Regions from separate parts of the Mus musculus genome. Here region 2 is linked to region 1. The links are chromatin contacts, called in public ChIA-PET maps. All regions are on one chromosome and are shown on one strand. The core of a region is the stretch at or near the end of the contact, and the rest is flanking DNA. Distances in the headings are between cores, read along the strand shown. Region 1 holds the start of Zfp773 (zinc finger protein 773). Region 2 holds the start of Zfp772 (zinc finger protein 772).

What was found. ChIA-PET counts read pairs in DNA pulled down with a chosen protein or histone mark.
Region 2: a Ronin ChIA-PET map of embryonic stem cells shows a contact between it and region 1, with 7 read pairs. The contact joins the promoter of Zfp772 here to the promoter of Zfp773 in region 1. A contact is called at or near these places in 1 of 39 promoter capture datasets (macrophages), 1 of 484 Hi-C or Micro-C datasets (nephron progenitors), 4 of 115 datasets of contacts at active chromatin or transcription factors (bone marrow-derived macrophages, effector CD8 T cells and embryonic stem cells) and 3 of 9 other capture datasets (adipose tissue, liver and pancreatic islet).

The regions. Positions count from the first base shown.
Region 1 is chr7:7,135,272-7,138,194 of GRCm38.p6, reverse strand. It overlaps Zfp773 (zinc finger protein 773), which reads left to right and starts at 1,440. Exons shown (of 4, transcript NM_029584.1): 1 at 1,440-1,762; 2 at 2,777-2,903. The coding sequence starts at 1,547.
Region 2 is chr7:7,208,473-7,211,395 of GRCm38.p6, reverse strand. It overlaps Zfp772 (zinc finger protein 772), which reads left to right and starts at 1,398. Exons shown (of 5, transcript NM_145577.2): 1 at 1,398-1,678. The coding sequence starts at 1,601.

The DNA of each region.
Region 1 (2,923 bases), core at 191-2,690:
TCTAAATGGTCATTTGTTACTTGTGTTAAATATTAAATATGTGATCAAAAATTATGTTTGTGTTTCTTTCTGTGTATGTATGTTTCTGTGTTTATGTTTGACTCTGGTTATGTGATATATACACACACACACACACACACACACACACACACACATATATTCATATGTGCATATATTAACTTTGGAATTCAGAAGAAGTTGTCAAATACCCTGGGATAGCAATACAATAGGATGTATGCTGTTCTGTGTGTCCTGGAAACAGTAGCATATTCCTTTTTTAAAAATATTTATTTATTTATTTATTTATTTATTTATTTATTATATGTAAGTACACTGTAGCTGTCTTCAGACACTCCAGAACAGGGCATCAGATTTCGTTGTGGATGGTTGTGAGCCTCCATGTGGTTGCTGGGATTTGAACTCAGGACCTTTGGAAGAGCAGTCGGCGCTCTTAACCGCTGAGCCATCTCACCAGCCCAAGAAATAATTCACTTTTTTTGTTGTTGTTGTTGTTTGTTTTTTGAGATAGCCCTGGCTGTCCTGGAACTCACTTTGTAGACCAGGCTGGCCTTGAACTTAGAAATCCTCCTGCCTCTGCCTCCCAAGTGCTGGGATTAAAGGCATGTGCCACCATGCCCGGCGCATATTCTTCTAGAAAAACATCCAACGTTGCTAACCACTGAGCTATGCTTTGGAGATGGTGTAAGAGAGGAGATTCTGTCTGGGATGATGGCTGAGGATCATGGTCAACTGGGTGCTTCCTCTGCCTCCCTGAGCTACCAGGCTTTTACCTGAGCATCTGGCTCCTGTATCTTCAAAAGTAAAATCGGGCAATTGCTATTTTGTTTTTTAAAAACCAACAACAATGATTTATCTCCTGTGCTTGAGTTAAGAAGCAGGAGGCTTCCCACTCATTGTCCCAACGCTTTACTGTGCCAGTCACAGCTGATCACCAACGCTTCCTCATGGCACACTGTGGCCTAACAGAAGGAGACTGGGTAGAAAATGACGAACGTTGCAGGAAGGACTCCTACTAGGCCCATGAGAAAAAAACAAGAATACAGGTGGAGGTGAATGGGTAGTGCATCTTGGAATTGAGCAGACCTGTTTTCAAAATTCGGACTGTTTTAACATCTTTACACATCAGATAGGATATGGTCACCATTGGCTTTTTAGCTGAGCTTTCTTCTGCCAAAGGAACTTTGCTAATGCATACCGGAGTCAGACCCAGGAATCCACTTTACTTTATCCTTGATGATCAGGGAGTTGAAACACTGGTGCATCTGTAGGCAAGGCAGTGTCTAAATCCTTACATATCGCTTCCCCTGCTTACACATCTGCAGCAGTGTCCAGGTCTCCAGGGTGCACGCTGTCTGAACTACATTACCCAGAAGTGACAGCGCAGAAGAGCTTAACCAATGGAAACTGGCGCTTCCGTGGGCTATAACAGAAAGGAGAAGGGCGAAATAAGGAAAGGAAGGGGGTAAAGAAAGGGGTAGGAGAGCATTGGGACTTAATGGTTGCGTGCAGGTGATTATCTTTCTGGATGCTTGTGTCAGGTCAGAGGAAAACTGGTTTTACAGCTCTCTGTCCAGAACTGGAAGGCGCGAGAGGAGCGAGGCTTTGTCCTCTAGCAGACCGTTTTGAAGTCTACGAGGACCCCGTGTGGTTGGTTGCAGGCCTGGAAAGAATAGCCATGTCCACGGACCCAACTGCCCAGCAAAATCAGACTGCAGTAGCTCTGCAGGGTGGCCAGGCACAGGTGCGTACCACGTGGTCACACCCCCTTTCCCCAATCCTAGAGTGCAATGCGGGCTGGGATGTTAGTTGGAGTTTCCAGATAGCATAGAGTACTCACACTCGCCCACTAAAGAGCCTGGGAAGCCCTGTGAATGTAAGACCTACCTGTTCAGAGCCACCGGAACCTTTGTGTTCATAGCCTCCTTTATTCACAGGTTTCAGTAAGTGCAAAGTTACTACTATGCTACTGACTATGGAGAGGTAAATGGACGGACGGTGCCGCAGGAACTCACATTTCTAGATCCCCACATAAGTAATGTCTAGTACTACAATGCTTTGGGACTCTTTGCTTGATATTATTCTCCTGTCTTTCCATCTGAATTCCATAAAAGATAATTATAGAATATAAGGTCTCTGAGTCCAGAGCAGGAATTATATGGACAGGTTCCATTTATAGGGAGCCACTTCCTTAAGATTCAGAAGTATTCAAGTTCCAGTGACGACTGTTAAAAAATGTCTGGAAGTGAGATGGATTAGGGATGCCCAGAAGCCCTCAGGTGTACTTGAGATTGGCTGGTGCAGTGGAAGGCAGCCATTGGGAGGGGTAGAGGAGATGAGAAGCTGCAGGCACGAATATTAACATGAACATGGAAGGACGTTATGAAGGGTGATATGCGTAGTGACAGAAAGTATGAATAGATGTGCTCATGTCCAAGATCATGTGCCAGAGGTAGAGTGGAGAACTGTGGCTCAAATCTGGACATATCTGGCTGGCATGATGTGAAGAAGCCTATAGAAATAGGTGGGACTTTCCATAGCAAACGTCAAGACTGGTAAATTCCATTTGTCTGTCTACCTGTTTGTGGCTGGTGCTGAAAACAGTGGCCATTGCAACCCTGAGCAGAGACTGGGTGTCAGTGAATGAAGAGTCTGCTGCTCTCTGAAGAAGGAATCTAAATGGGATTGTCTGTCTCTGGGATGTCAAAGTCCAAGGGAAGGAAACTTCTTGTTAACTCAGCATTCTCTGTTGTGGCAGGGTGGTATGGCCTTTAGTGATGTGGCTATCTACTTCTTGAGGGGGGAATGGAGACTACTTGATGACTCTCAGAGGCGTCTGTACCACCAGGTGATGATGGAGGTCTTTGTTCTCATGTCCTCATTAGGTAAGCTCCCACCCCACACC
Region 2 (2,923 bases), core at 149-2,648, 73 kb before region 1:
GGGGCGTTTGTACCCAAGGCTTAGACCAGTTATACTGTGGTGGTGCAGACTTCAGACCTGTCTCAGCTCCAGGGGAAAACCTTTTCTCCCTCTCCCTCTCCCTCTCCCTCTCCCTCTCCCTCTCCCTCTCCCTCTCCCTCTCCCTCTCCCTCTCCCTCTCCCTCTCCCTCTCTCCTTTCTTCCTTTCCTCTGAGTCAGGCTTTCTCTGTGTAGCCTTGGCTGCACTAGATGGTAGACTAAGCTAGCCACAAACTCAGATATCCACTAGGATTATATGTATGCACTAACAACTCCCACCACTCTTCCTGCCTTTCTGCACACAGTGGGTTCTGGTCAACATAGTTCAGACAGTTAGCCATGGATACCAGGGCAGTTGCAGAGATGGACAGTGGAGAAGCAGTGTTAAGGAGTTAACAGGACTCCCAGCAGACTAGATCACAGTACATATGCTCCAGTGTTCCCTTTCCCCGGGAAGCTGCTACTCGAGTCTTTCCTTTGAAGTGAAGTGCATCCTCAGTGCCACACCAAAGTCATTTTCTGGGCTGAATCCCGTAATGCATCCCCAAATTTCTCTTAGCATGGGAATGCATAATAGAAAAGTTATTCGTGATGACCTCCTGTCTGATGTGTATAACTGAGAAGAGTTTGAATTCTTGAGATCAGTGGTGAAAGGATACTCGATTCCAAATATGTCCTTTCTTTCTTCCTCTATGGTAATTTCCTAAGTTTTCTTTGCAAGAAGACCTGTCAGGTATCATTCACACAAAGACCTATAACCTGTTGGGTCTTAAATCCAAGGCAAAAATGTTGAACTAAAGTGTCCATTAACATATCAAACTGGACAGTGGCCTCTCAGCATCCCTCTGTTCCTGGCTGGCATGCCTCCCCCCAACCCCCAGCCACCACACAGCCCAAACTCCCCAGTCCAGGTGATCCCCTGGGCTTTCCTCCTTCCAGCTCCTCTGACCACTCTATAACTCAGCCACTTTTAGCTGTGCTAGTCTCTTGGCTCAGGTGGTCCCTCTTGGTTGGAGGCCCCTCTTTCTCTTTTCAGATCTCCTCTCCTCACATGGCCCAGCTTAGGGTCATGTTCACTCTGTAAGGTTTTCTGTCTGGTCTGGAACTCACTGTGACAGGCTAGTTTCTAATCCCAAACATCAACTTGCCTCTGCCAGCAGTTCTGGAATTCAGGAGTGTTTCAGCAAGCCCGGCTTTTGGAGCTCAAGGAAATATTGACACATCTATAATCACAACACTCTCCCTAACAGATTGAGTGTAAGGCTCCATCTGGGGAGGTGTGTCCACTTCCTGGCGCTTGATCACGTCTGAACTACATTGTCCAGAAGACATTGCACCGAGAAAAGCCAATGAAAATAGGCGCGTTAGTGACGACAAAAGGACGCTGGGCGGGACTTTCGGCTTTGCGTGCAGGAGGTTCTTTGAAACTTTCTGGATCTGTCAGTCTGCTTCACAGAAAACTGGTTTTATCAGTATTGGTCATGGCAGGAAAACTGTAGAGTTGAGGCGTTTTTCCTCCGTCACGGAGACGGAGCTGAGGTTTTCGACAGCCCGTGTGATCTAATCCAAGCTTGGAGGAGGGATGGCCACATCCCAGGGCCCGGCTGGCCAGTGGAGCCCAATGGTGATTGTGGAGGCTGCGGGTGGAGCCCTGCCCCAGGTGAGTGCCTAGTGATCGCCCACCTACCTGAGTTCTAGAGCGCTGAGATCTGGGTCAGGAGCCAACAGGGTAGACTCCCATGTCCCCGACTGTAGGGCACCGGTGGACGAAATTATGGTAGTTGGGTTGTTTTGTTTTGTTTTGTTTTGTTTTTGTCATCTGTGTGCTAGATCGCTTGAGCCATCCCATCTGACTCAGTGTGGTGGACTGTACCTCTCAAGGCTTGTGGGAGGGCCTGAGCTCTACTGGCATTAGATGAGGGAATTAGATTAGATTCTGGTGGCCAAGAAGATTTGAACAGGTGAGAGATTCCATCTAGTCAGTTTTCTGAGCATGGGGTGGGGGTAATATGGGTGTAGGCAGAGACCTGTGAATCCTTGGGTAAATCCTGTGCACTCATGTTTGAGTTGGAATGCAAGCTGTAGCAGGGGTGGGGGAGTTGTAGGGTGGGTGATGGTGGTGTTCAGATCTTTGATGGAGTTATTTTATTCTCTCTGTATGCCCCTCTCCCCCACCTCCTTTCCTCCTCCACCGCCCCCAGGAGGCCTGGTGGGCTCCTGCTCTCCCTCCCTCCCTCTACCCTTTCCACTCTCTCCTCTTCCGTCTTCCTTAACCCCTCTCCCTATTCCTTTGCCTCTCTCCCTCTCCCTCCCCCTCCCCCTCTCCCTCTCCCCTCCTTCTCCCTCAGACTGGGCCTCTCTATGTAGTCATGGCTGTCCTGTCTCTCTATGTACCAGGGTGTCTTCAAACTCAGAGAGATTCTTCTATCTCTAACTCACAAGTGATGAGATTAAAGAACCCTTTGTTATATTTTTACTTTATTCATTTACTTTTGATCTAGGCTCAAACTCACTGTTTACACCACACTAGCCTCAAATTCACAGAGATTTGCCTTCTTGTGGGTTAGGGTCTCCTTTGGGTAAGGGCTGCCAACTGAACTCTGGTTCATGGTGGAAGAGCCCTAATCGGAGCCAACCACTCCTACCTTTCCAATGAGTTTTAAAAACTCAGCCATCAGGATGTGCTGCTGAACTAAGTGTAGCTGTGAGGGAAAATTAAATTAAAAATAATTTTATTTTTTAAATAATATTACTAAGTTATATTAGTAATTAAAATTAATATTACTAATTTTTAAATACTACTGAAAGATTTTACAATTCTATGATTGCATTCAGCATTTGAGTAGTCTGCCTTGTTATTAGCTATCCTCCCTCTCCCCATTGACACACCCCATGACTCTAGCTG